2 separate regions of the Lactuca sativa genome follow, and region 1 is linked to region 2. The links are chromatin contacts, called in public Hi-C maps. All regions are on one chromosome and are shown on one strand. The core of a region is the stretch at or near the end of the contact, and the rest is flanking DNA. Distances in the headings are between cores, read along the strand shown.

The links. A called contact is a pair of places that touch in the nucleus more often than the background predicts.
Region 1: a Hi-C map of seed shows a contact between it and region 2, with 2.5 times the contacts expected there. The contact joins the promoter of LOC111917054 here to the promoter of LOC111917053 in region 2. A contact is called at or near these places in 3 of 4 Hi-C or Micro-C datasets (leaf and seed).

The regions. Positions count from the first base shown.
Region 1 is chr8:127,732,137-127,738,511 of Lsat_Salinas_v11, reverse strand. LOC111917054 (uracil phosphoribosyltransferase) reads right to left here and starts at 2,794. Exons shown (of 12, transcript XM_023912707.3): 1 at 2,636-2,794; 2 at 2,420-2,518; 3 at 2,254-2,332; 4 at 1,075-1,133; 5 at 683-760; 6 at 506-587; 7 at 221-269; 8 at 1-52. The coding sequence starts at 2,737.
Region 2 is chr8:127,507,772-127,514,288 of Lsat_Salinas_v11, reverse strand. LOC111917053 (delta-1-pyrroline-5-carboxylate synthase) reads left to right here and starts at 2,100. Exons shown (of 20, transcript XM_023912705.2): 1 at 2,100-2,357; 2 at 3,356-3,427; 3 at 3,678-3,781; 4 at 3,867-3,969; 5 at 4,033-4,194; 6 at 4,280-4,557; 7 at 4,658-4,808; 8 at 4,971-5,135; 9 at 5,239-5,316; 10 at 5,410-5,499; 11 at 5,592-5,678; 12 at 5,766-5,852; 13 at 5,955-6,051; 14 at 6,126-6,229; 2 more. The coding sequence starts at 2,307.

The DNA of each region.
Region 1 (6,375 bases), core at 1,545-4,044, 220 kb before region 2:
CATAGGATCTACAATAAACACTCGGGTTCCTGCAGGAAATTTGTCTGGTAACCTGCACAAGGAAAATTAAAAAGGGTCAAAAATGAAAATTTCCATTCAAAATAAACAGATGATAAAATATTATTAAGTTTTTGTTCATTAGTTTTTTATAAATTATATTGCAAAGAGTAGCTAGCAAATATGAGATATGTGCAGCTAGTAATAAACTATGACCCCTTACTTGTTCAAATACACCGATGCTTCAAGTGTCTCCTCATTTCTGCTAATACCTTAATTAAAAAAAAACATATAATAAGAAAACAAGCAATAGTCTCAGGTTAATAAAAGAAAAGAAACATCACTTACTGAAAAAATCATTGAAAAATTAAAATTTGGCAAATATATAAAAAGTTAAGAGGACTTGATGTTATAGGTCTCATTTCCCTGATTTTCGGTTTTAAGTCATGTCCTCATTAAGTCCATCAAGGTTAAAAAAGTAAATTTAATTTGTTAGTTAAATAGTTACCTAGGTGGTATGTCTTGGTTGCTGGCAAGATGGAAGCTGCATGTTCTGCAAGAACAAGCCCAGCTCTTAGAATGGGAACAACCTGCAAACACAAGGGTATTTGTGTAAATTTACTCACATAACAGAAGTGTTTATAAATTATAATAAAGCATAATGTAAGAGCATTGATATACTAACCGCTACAGGTTCTCTTGGATCAATAAATTCTACTGTAGCAGGCCCAAGTGGGGACTGAATCTCCCCTGAAATTGTAGGCTGCAAAACAATAAACTTACTCCATTAATGATTAAAGCAAGAAATTGCAATGCATTTTGATATATTTATGTATTATAGTATAACATCTTAGTTTCATTTATATCTATTACAGAATTGTATAATCAAATAAATTCTTATTAAGGCATTGTACTTTCGCTACAATTGAGTATATTTTTTAGAGTGCAAAATGTTGTAATAGGAAGAAGTAAAAGTAAGATGCTATAGTAAACAAATTGATAAAAGTATATTGTTATTTCTTGCAAAAACAAAAAAAAAAAGAAAAAAAAAAGTGACCAAATAAAGTAAAAGTATACCAGCCAATCCCTTGATGCTTCATACATAAGAAGCCTTCCCAGCTCAGCCATGGCATTCTCTGCAATTGAAGTTGTTATAAACAAAAGTATAACATGCAATTTAACAAAAACATGAATGAATGAATCTTGATTCAGAGCATCTTTATTGAAGTTATATTAAAACTATTTTTGGATCTTATTTGATTAAATATGCTAACAAGATCTAATGGCATGGCACATTTTTATAAACACAAATGCAGAATCACAATCAAAGAAACTTCTTGACAGATTGAATCAAATTCAAAACCCGAAAAACGAAAAAGTAAGGAAGTGAAATTTGACACAATTAGAGCTGATGAGAAGAACATTCAAGAAAGACGACATGCAGAACCAAAATCTAAACAAAAACTAAAACCCAAAAAAAACGAAATTGAAAATCCAAAGCAGAATCACAATCAAAGCAACTTCTTGACAGCTTGAATTAAATTCAAACACCCCAAAGGGAAAAAACGAAAACTGAATTTCATCCAATAGTTTGTCACATGCAAGAAACAGACATGCAGATCCAGAATCCGACCAAAAATTAAAAAGCCAACAAGAAAATTACGAAACTTGGAAAACCCAAATGTGAATCAAAATTTAAGCGACCTGTGGACAGCTTAAATCAGATCCAAACACCCAAAAGGATAAAAGAAAATAAAATCGAACTTAACTCGAATAAATCCGATACCAAATGTTCATCCGATTACATGTCACATTAAAGAAACCGACATGCAGGACCAAAACTTAAACAAAAATTAAAAACCCAAAGAAAAATTACGAAAACAAGAAAAGAAATTTTTTTGAATCGACTAAAGCTCATCCAATTGCATGTCGCATTCAATAAACAGGCATGCATGCAGAACCAAAACTTAAGCAAAACTAAAAACCCAAAAACAAAAATTACGAAAATCGGAAACCCAAAACGAAAAGAGAAAAGTTGATTTTGACTCAGCATGTCACATTCAAGTAACAGACATGCAGAACCAAAAGTTAAGCAAAACTAAAAATCCAAAACGAAAAAAGATATGAAATTTGATTTTGATTCAACTAAAGCTCATCAAGATGCATGTCACATTCAATAAACGGACATGCTGCCAGAATCCGAACAAAAAAGAAAAATTACGAAAAGTGAATTCGAAACGCCATAGCATTACTTACTGAAGATGGGACATGGTGTTTCCTCGTTTCTAAGCACTGAGACCCAGTGCTTGATCAAAGGATGAGGAGGTACGAATACCTGCAGAAAACAACGAGTACATAAATCGGGAACTCATCCACCAAAACAACCCAATTTCGATCGAATCCAAAAACTCGAGTTTGTTACCAGCATTCTGTTGTCCAAAGGAGCTTTCTTTTCTGCTGTGGCTTGCGACTTCAATGACAAGAATCTGGTACGTGGCTGCCGCCTATTAGAGCATGAAAACTGTAGGAACAATAATATACAGTAAAGTAAACAACAAGATTAGGGTTTAAATTAAACAAAAAAGAAGAAAAGAACAGAAATTGGATTAAAAAATTGGGAAATTGATGGTGGGTATACATTATTCGCAAGGGAATGAGAGAGATTGTGGAGAAAAGGAGGCGCCGGCGATGAAAATGTGAAGTGAACGGGGGGAGTAGAAGATATGCGAGCGGAAGCCATTGTGAAACAGTCGATTTAAAGGGGATTGGGTTCCGTATATTCAGAACACGTATCCGAAAAAAACTCGTCAAAACATTGTCTTTTTGTTTTTTAGTCAGACTTCGCTAATATCGATAACAAAAATTAAATATCTCCTATTATCGATAAATCTATATTTGGATAAGAATATCTTTTTATTGTAAAATCATTAATTAAACTACTAATTATAACAAATATTATTATAATTAAATATAATAAATATTAATTATATATAATATTATTATAATTAAATATAAAATATATTAATTATAAAAAATATTAATTATCATTAATATTTATCATATTTAATTAATGTAATATTTTTATAACTAATACTTCAATTAATATTTCTTATATATATTTTTATGGTATATATTATAAAATCTCTTCAATGAAAAGTATATTGTTATCCAATGCAATAATTCGATAAGGACCATAATACAAGGCTCGAGCCGGATAATATTGTTGATATCGATTGAAATCGATATTTTGGATAACAATGTGTTTTTCCGTTATTTTCTACAATTTTTTGCATTTAAAAGAAATGTTCTATGAGATGATAAAAAAGTTTATTTCTAAATGTGTTTCTAAAAAGTAAAAAATGATAAGGACCGAAAATGACAATCTTAACTCTTAAGTAGTAATAGTCATCTATAACAAGGAAGTTGTAAGATATCATGAACTGTTGAGTCAATTGTAAAATTAAAATAAATTCTTATATCGAAACATCGTTCAAAGGAAAATAAAAAAGTTTTGAAAAATTCGTATTCCCTGACGTCCAAGATGGCGACTTAAATTGCCTAAATAATCCCCCAATCGAATCCACCAAAAAAGCCGACAATATAGTCATCACTCGACAAGTTTAGGAATCCTTTTTCAGACAAATGCACTCCTTTTTTATTGTGTCATAGTAACGCCCTCCTTGTGAACATCATATTGGTATGACACGCCAAACAAAAATTTAAGGCACAAGTATGTCTTCGGATACTTTGAAAGTGTGGTTGGGTTGAGACTATACTGCTTTGTGCAATAAGCCAACAAACCTGGGACAATCCAATAAGGAGATTATGGGCCAAAGTGGCAATCCAACCGGAAGATTGTGGGCCAGGATAATCCAACCACGGTTGTGGACCCAATATGCGATGTGTGTGGCAATCTAATCGGGAGGTTGTGGGCCAGGGTAATCGAACCGGGAGGTTGTGGACCCAACATGCAGTATGTATATTTGTTTGGTTGTGCTACTTTGGGGTAACTCACTAAGCCTTTGATTACAGTTTAAGTTGTATGTTTCAAGTACTTCAGATGATCAGGGAAAAGCAAATAAGTGATCATGCACATTCTTTTGATTTTATGATATATGATTTTGGGACACTATGATTCGTGATTATTACTTTTGGGGACTATGTATTGTAAACATTTATGGTTTTTGGTTGGATTTTAAAAATGAACATTTTAATTTGATTTTTGGGATGTTACAATTTGGTATCAGAGCCACAGTTTGAGAGAATTGGATGAGCATTTGTGTGACTCTAGACTCAAACTAAGGATTTGTAAGAGTTTTCAAAATGGTTTTCAATATTGTTTTCAAAAGTAACCAAGCAAGGATGAGATGTGTACGATCAACCGGAGCAAGAAAGTGTAACCCAAGTTACCTACATTATTATTTATTTATGACTTTTATGATGGAACTACATGCTAGTGGTAGGTTAGGGATCTTTAATAATTGAATGATAGAATTATCTGATGTATGATGCCTGATAGCCTGGGAGAACTTCTTGTATGATAAATAAAACTGACATCATTATTGTAGTTTCTTAGTGTGTGCATCATAGCTGTACATAACTAAAATTTTATAGCATGACAATGTTTGGTTTAGCTTGATTTCCTGTTCTTTGTCTGGTTGTGACCTTAGGGTAGAATCAAGTATTCCACTGTCTATAGAATCCAACGTTATGTATGATTAGCATGCACGAGTGACTATAGGGTTGGTGGAAGTTTCATGAGTGAGTATGTGAGCAGTCGGTCATATGAGGCATGACTAGCCACTCTAGAGAGAGTGAGTGTAGCATCCCAAAAATCAAGGCCAAAAATTTCGTTTTTAATTAAGTAATTCATAAATTAGTTTACCAAACATTTCCACGGTCACATCAATTTATAAAAACCATAACAACGTGTCTGAAAACCATATCATCGAAGTATTAAAAATCAGAGTACAATCCCAGAAAACTTCATGCGGAAATCATGTGAGTGTATGTGATGCGCTGCTACACCGCCGACTCCTTCCCCTTGGACGAAGAGGTACCTGAAACCAAAACAGAAACTGTAAGCACAAAGCTTAGTGAGTTCCCCCATCATACCACATACCATACAATCACATAGCATACATACTGTCGGGCAATTCTGGGGTGCCCGACCTACCTGGTACGGCCATTCTGAGGTGCCAACCTACCCATGTCAAGCCATTCTGGGGTGCCAACCTACCCTTCGGTCCTAACAACCGAACCTCAGGGACTATTCCATCCCCTACTGCTACTATCACATATATCATAACATAAACATACTATCAGACATATCTAGGATGTCCGAACTACCCTTCGGTCCTAACAACCGAACTTTAGTACTATTCCCTTCCTACTACCACTATCACATATAACATATCATGCCAGCATATAAACATATCATAACATACTGTTAGACATATATGGGATGTCCGACCTACCCTTCGGTCCTAACAACCGAACTTGGGGACTATTCTCCCTTACTACCACTATCATATATAACATATCATGCCAGCATATAACATATCAGGTAGTAGCAAACCTAGATGAATATCACAAAGACAATCATCTAACATACAACTCCTACTATTGGGTCGACATTGTGGCCGTAGACCCACCGCTACTTGAAGGTAACTCACCTCATACGAGTAGCAGTTGATGATCTGTACGAGAAATCTTTGTCTGCTGCTGCTCAGGAAATCTTCCGGCTATAATCCCCACAAAACACTCAGTAAGAATCTGATAGCTACTCCTAGGGTAAAATGACTATTTTACCCTGACCAAGTCCAAGTCCAAGTCAAAGTCAAAGTCAACTTCCAGTTGACCTGACTCGCCGAGTTGGACCGTCAAATCGTCGATTCCCTATCCTTTTAAATGTCCTTATCCACGTCTCTACTCTTCGAGTTTAGAAATGACTCGACGAGTTCTCCTTCTATAAGAACATCGAATGAACCTTCATCCGACTCGCTGAGTTGTATGAACAACTCGTCGAGTTTATCTTCATCCTATGAACCAGTGTAACGCCTGTGTTTCTGAGCTTGTCAATGTTGATATAATAGTCTAGGTTAACCTTCGTAACCCATTTTGAAATAATAGAAGTGTATTATTTGAGTATTATGTGTTTTGTGCTTAATTGTGTGTCTTAATTGAATTAAGAATAAAAATATGCGTCAAAATGAAATATTAGATAAAGCTGATATCTTTGGGTAATGTTGTAGTAGTTGAAACGAGGTTTTCGAATATATATAGAATGCCGAAATCCGAGTTATAACAAAGAAGTTATGACCTGTCGAAGTTTTGCGACAGAACCGGCAACACTGAATGACGTAAAAAGTGAAATTT
Region 2 (6,517 bases), core at 851-3,350:
GAATGTTGGATCCAACCTTGCTCCTTATTCCCTTGCACCAATATGAACCTTTCATTTCCCTAAGCTTTACCAAAATCCAAAGAATAAGCTCCAAATCAAGAAATCAAGCCCTCAAACAAGCATAGAGGCTAGGGTTTCATATGTAAGGGTTGCAGGTTGAAGATGATGCCCTAATCCTTGAGATTAGATGCTTAAATATTGAAGAAACCTTAAAAGATCATGGGATTGAGTTGCAGCTTCTGCTATATCGTGACATTCCTTTTGCCACGTCATGGCGCCCATCATATATGTGTTTCATGAATTTGGCATGCCACGTCGTGGTGCTCCATTCACGATGTCTGGTATTCCCAAAAAATTTACATTTGATCCCTCCAAGGCTGCAACTAACACATTCTGGATAATTGGTGTTACATTTTGCCAGCGAGCCCTAAACCAATGTGGTTGTAGATTGGCTTTTCTTGCTTTTGATACTGTACATTTTCATATTCCTTACTTGGGGTTTCTGTTTTGAGATAGAATATTAAAAACTCAAAATTGATGTTCATTAGACATTAATAGAGTTTCACACAACTGATTACACAATTAGACACTAGTTAATGAAACACATAAAATTTATTGACATCTAAAGCCTTATTTACAGACATGCGAAATGAAACCTTTGATCTTTGAATTAGAAAACTTTGTTCATCATGACAAGGAGATCGTCGAGGCTTGATAGATCCATGATGTTTTCAAAATACTGAGTTGCTGAATCTCCGTTGAGGAAAGCATTGACGGAAGAAGTATCCCATGACATCTCAAAGAAAAGGTTACCGATTTTCTCACAATCTAATACCAAGTTCACAAATTCTTTTTTTGGCTTCTTCATTTGATTGCGATCTTCCATGGAGGTAGCTTCATCGACTTCAGAAAGCATCGTTGAGGGTTCTTACACCATTCTCCCTCCATAGGACATCAGAACAATCAAACGAGTTGCTACCATGATCGTAACCGAAGTAAAAGGCGGCGACGACAACGCGATTACTTTTTGGTTTCTCTTATCAAAGTTTGTAAATAGGTTTCTGGGATTTGGGCTTCGCAGGAGAATGAAAGTTTGAAGATTTGTAAAGAGATTCATTGCTAAAATAGATGAAGAACTTAGGTGAGCTCCAATCGAAACGAGGTTATGAGGAGGAAGAGAGTAATTTTAAGGTTACATTACAACAACATATGTGGAAAAATGTGGTGGTGGGAGTGAGAAGAGGGGAAAAAGTTGAGCCGGAGGAGAAAATGACTAATAGAGATGTGTACGTTGGGTTAGGTTTTTGGTGGGCCTATTGTTTTATTTTCATAACAGATTAAATTATTTTATATGGAGGATTTTTAGGATTTTTTCTCCAAAAACACAAATCTGGGTTCGATTTCAAATTCAATCTAACTTCAAATTCTTTTCCACAGTTTTGGTATTGTTCGATTTTAAGAGATTTTAAGGTTGGTGGATGTTAAGAGGATTTAAGTTTGAAGATAAAGATGGTTTTAATGTTTATGCTCCATTATTTTCATTGATTTGAATAAGAAGCTTTTGATTTTTTGAAAATTTGAAGATGAAGATGGTTTGAATGGTTTTTGAAGATCTAAGATGATGGTGGTTGAATGTTCTTCGTTACCAAGAATACAATAGTATTTTTAAAATTACATACATGGTCCATGCAGTTTAGAGAAGTAACAATAAAATACAAAAGTTTGAAAAAGAAAAAAGAAAGTGTAAAAATGTTATTTTACAGAATTTTAATGACATGTTTTTGAGCCTATGTCGGAAGAACCATTTCCGCAATATCGACAAAAATAAGGACCAAGTCCGTCTATTTTTTGAAATTAAATTGTATGTGTCTATTCCGCTAAATCATAGGACCATTTAAGTAACTTTGTCTAAATAAAACGAATACATTTAAAGATCTCTGAGGTATATTTGAGTTCTTATTTGATATATTTGAGGTTCTATTTGATTTTAACAAAGTATATAATATAATACCATATAAAATACTAATATACAACTCCAAGCCATACGGCAGGCGCCATCTGTTGGAGCCGTATATTGTCGTCACGTTCACCTCGCCTCTCCGCAGCCCCACCCCTCTCTCTCAACCTATACCCTTCTCTCTATCACCATTTTCACTAATCAGAACACCTACAAAACCACACACACACTACTATTCTCTCCCTATCTCAAAACATACGTTCACTGCGTTTCTTTTCTCTCTCTCTCACTCCTTGATTCTGGGGTTTTACCATCGAAAAACCTCGCTAGCATTCAATCGATTTACGCCATGGATCCTACTCGAGCTTTTGTCAAGAATGTCAAGCGTGTAGTCGTCAAGGTCTACCATCTTATTTGCATTTTCATTAACAGCGTTTTGTTTGTATCCTATAAATTTTTTCTTTCTTTGTTTCATGTTTGATGTTTATCTGTGGTTTAAGTGGATTTGCTTGATCGAGTTCGATTATCCATCTCTGTTTTTTCAGATCGCGATTATCAACAGATTTTTGTTGTTTATTATTATTACCTTTCATGTACGGTTTGGTGTATGGATGAAAGACACTTGTCAACCTTTGCCATGCACACGATAACGACAATTTGGATCGCATATGCATTCATATCTGATAACGCCAGATTCCGTTTCACTTAGCCTTTTAATGGTTTCATGTGGCAACACGATTTGTTTGTCTATCTTCTTCTCAGATTATGATGTCCACATATTTGATTATAAAAGACAAAGTACTTGATATTTTAATATTTGTTAATTAACAAATTATTTATTAAGAGTTATAGATGTTTATTCACTGCGATTGGATCTCTTGCTTTGGCATATAATTTGCCCTAAAAAGTAACAAAATAATGAAAATATGTTTATATGCTTGATATACTTATGGAAAAGGCAAAAAATTGATACATAGTTTTACAAATCAATAGAAAAAACAATGAATTTGGGTATTCCCTAAAAGATTAGAAATACAAATGGAACTTGTAGACCTCTTGTTTATGTAATTTTGAACAGAGCTAAAATAAAAACTCTATGAGCACCATGTGTATAATATATTAAAATGTGGTTATTGATTGAATCCTAGGGGCCCTTGCTTTTGTCCTTTTGTTTTGTTAGGAAAAACTTTATCTTTTTATTATTAAGAACCTATAGCTTTTTGTGATGATTACTGTTTATTATAAAAAAAAGGTTATTACTATTATCTTGAACCAAAGCTTGTCCAATAATGAGATAATGCCAAATGTCATCTAAAAGCAAGATTTTATGGAAGTGAACTTGAGGTTAAAGATGACATTTTTACCCTCTGTCTAACCATGTTACCTTTATGACTTTAGGTAGGAACAGCTGTGGTTACCCGAGATGATGGGAGATTAGCTGTAGGCCGACTTGGAGCTATATTTGAACAGGTATTTCATTAAGCTCATGCATAAATTTCATATATAGTAACTCACTAATTACTGAATTTTCCAAGTGAACTCACATTACGTATGACTTTAGCTTTCCTTCACCTTCATTGCTTTCGTATGTGAAAGAAGGAATAGAAAATGACATTTTTACCCTTTCACATCATTGCTGTTGAATATGATTTCAGCATGCTGAGTACTTTGTTCCAATCATGTTTTTGTTTAACTCATATAACAAACGATTTGGTTGCAGCTTGAAAAGTTGAACTCCAGAGGCTTTGAAATAATTTTAGTTACTTCAGGAGCTGTTGGAGCAGGGCGCCAAAGGCTTAAATACAGAAAAATGATCAACAGCAGGTCCTTTGTCTTTCTGACTGTCTTTCATAAGTGTTGACTCCAGGGGTATATTTGTCAGCTTTTCTGAAAATTTATTTTACTGTAGTTTTGCTGACCTCCAAAAACCACAAGTTGAACTTGATGGAAAGGCTTGTGCAGCTGTTGGTCAAAATGGTTTAATGGCATTGTACGACACTTTATTCAGCCAGGTAAAACTGTTAGCTTAAATACATGGGTATTTTGGTCATTTCTAACACAATGCTGTTTTGCAGTTGGATGTGACATCCTCTCAACTCCTAGTCACAGATAATGATTTCAAGAATGCAGATTTCAGGGTTCAACTTTCTCAAACAGTTGACTCATTGCTAGATCTAAGGAGCATCCCAATTTTCAATGAAAATGATGCAATCAGTACAAGAAGAGCTCCTTATGAGGTATATAATGGAACGTCATTGTATAACTAGATATATACGTGTCGTCGCAGTTATAATTTGAGGAAAACTGTGTGTTTCATTTCAGGATTCATCTGGTATTTTTTGGGATAACGACAGTCTGGCAGCTCTTCTGGCTATGGAGTTAAAGGCGGATCTTCTTGTGTTGTTGAGCGATGTTGATGGACTTTATAGTGGTCCTCCCAGTGATCCAAGGTCAAAGCTGATCCATACATATGTGAAACAAAAACATCAAAAGGCAATCAGTTTTGGAGATAAGTCAAGAATGGGAAGAGGTGGAATGGATGCAAAAGTCAAAGCTGCATCCAATGCGGCTTATTCTGGCACACCTGTTGTTATTGCAAGGTATCATATTCTACATACAATACTTGATCTTGGTTTCTTTCTCTGTTTTACTTAATATTTTATATACTGAATAAATTTGCTATCGTTTTCATGATTGTAGTGGTTATGCTGCTAATAACATCATAAAGGTTCTAAATGGAGAACGTGTGGGTACTCTTTTTCATAAAGATGCGCATATGTGGATTCCAATTACTGAAATCGGTCCACATGAAATGGCAGTTTCAGCTCGTGAAGCCTCTCGACGCCTTCAGGTTTAATTAATCTCATGCTTACAGTAAATTTTTTGGTTGGAAATTTTTTTAGACCATTTCCCAACAATAAATACATACGCACATATTTACTTGTAGAAACAAACATATATAAGTATTAGATTTGTATAGATTCGTTACTTATTCTTCTATTGGGTATTATAGGCATTATCAAGCAAAGAAAGAAAGAAGATTTTGTTGGATGTAGCTGCTGCATTGGAGGCAAATGAACAGTTTATCATGCTTGAAAATGATGCTGATGTGGAAATAGCACGTGATGCAGGTTATGATGAAGCTTTGGTAGCTCGTTTAGCTTTAAAGCCTAGCAAGGTAAAATATCTCTTGTAATTCTATAAATCTTAGAGTATTTTTTTGAAATTATATATCTTTTTTTTTTTTGAAAACTTTTAATTAATGCGATTATTGTCTTCAGATACGTGCTCTTGCAGAATCTGTGCGTAAACTAGCAGAAATGGAAGAACCCATTGGCAAAGTTTTGAAAAGAACAGAGGTGAGATAAATTAAACCTGAAGGCTACTGTATTGAATAAAAATCTGAGATCTATCATTTTAAAAAAATAAAAATAAATAATATTTACTTCCAGCTTGCTGAAGGGCTCATCTTAGAGAAGAAATCATGTCCTTTAGGTGTGCTACTTATTGTCTTTGAATCACGCCCTGATGCATTAGTTCAGGTAACAAGAATATATTTTTCTTTTTTCTTTTTTCTTTTGATGTTGCATATTTTCACATATTGATCTCTAGTTTTTCTGAAATGAATTCACAGATTGCTTCATTGGCAATCCGTAGTGGGAATGGTTTGTTACTGAAAGGAGGGAAAGAAGCTAAAAGATCAAATGCAATACTACACAAGGTTTTCAAAATCCTTTTTATTAAAAATCCTACATTATTTTATTTATAAATCTGACTTTTTTTTTTTTTTAAAAAAATAAAAACATAGGTAATCACTTCTGCCCTCCCAGAAACTGTTGGAACAAAACTAATTGGACTTTTGACATCAAGGGAAGAAATCCCAGACTTGTTAAAGGTTTGTGGAAAACGTTGCATGCTTGTTACTGATTACAATATATTTTCAATTTTTTTTTGCTAATATATTTTTTTTCCTTTTTTACCCCTCATTTTTAAACAGCTTGATGATGTGATAGATCTTGTGATCCCAAGAGGAAGCAATAAACTTGTTTCCCAAATTAAGAACTCGACGAAAATCCCTGTTCTTGGTCATTCTGGTAATATTAAAACTTTCACAATGACACAAATCAAATAATAAATGAAATTAAAATTATAATTTTTCTAATTTCAGATGGAATTTGCCATGTATACGTCGATAAGGCAGCTAATTTGGAAATGGCGAAAAAGATTGTTTTGGATGCAAAAACAGATTATCCAGCAGCCTGTAACGCTATGGTAAATTTAATACCGGTTTATATTTTTAATTAATTTCACATATTTATAAGTACTTTTTCTATTAACTTTATTCATGAAAATCTATTTTTTTTTATATTAGGAAACACTACTTGTGCACAAGGACTTGACTAATGGTGGGCTTCAAGAGCTTGTTAAAGAACTTGAACAAGAAGGTACAACATCGACTTCATAAAATATGTTTTCAGGGTTAAAAATGTAATTTTATCTCCTAACAGGTGTTACACTATTTTCTGGACCACGAGTGAATGGTTTGGTTAACTTCACAAA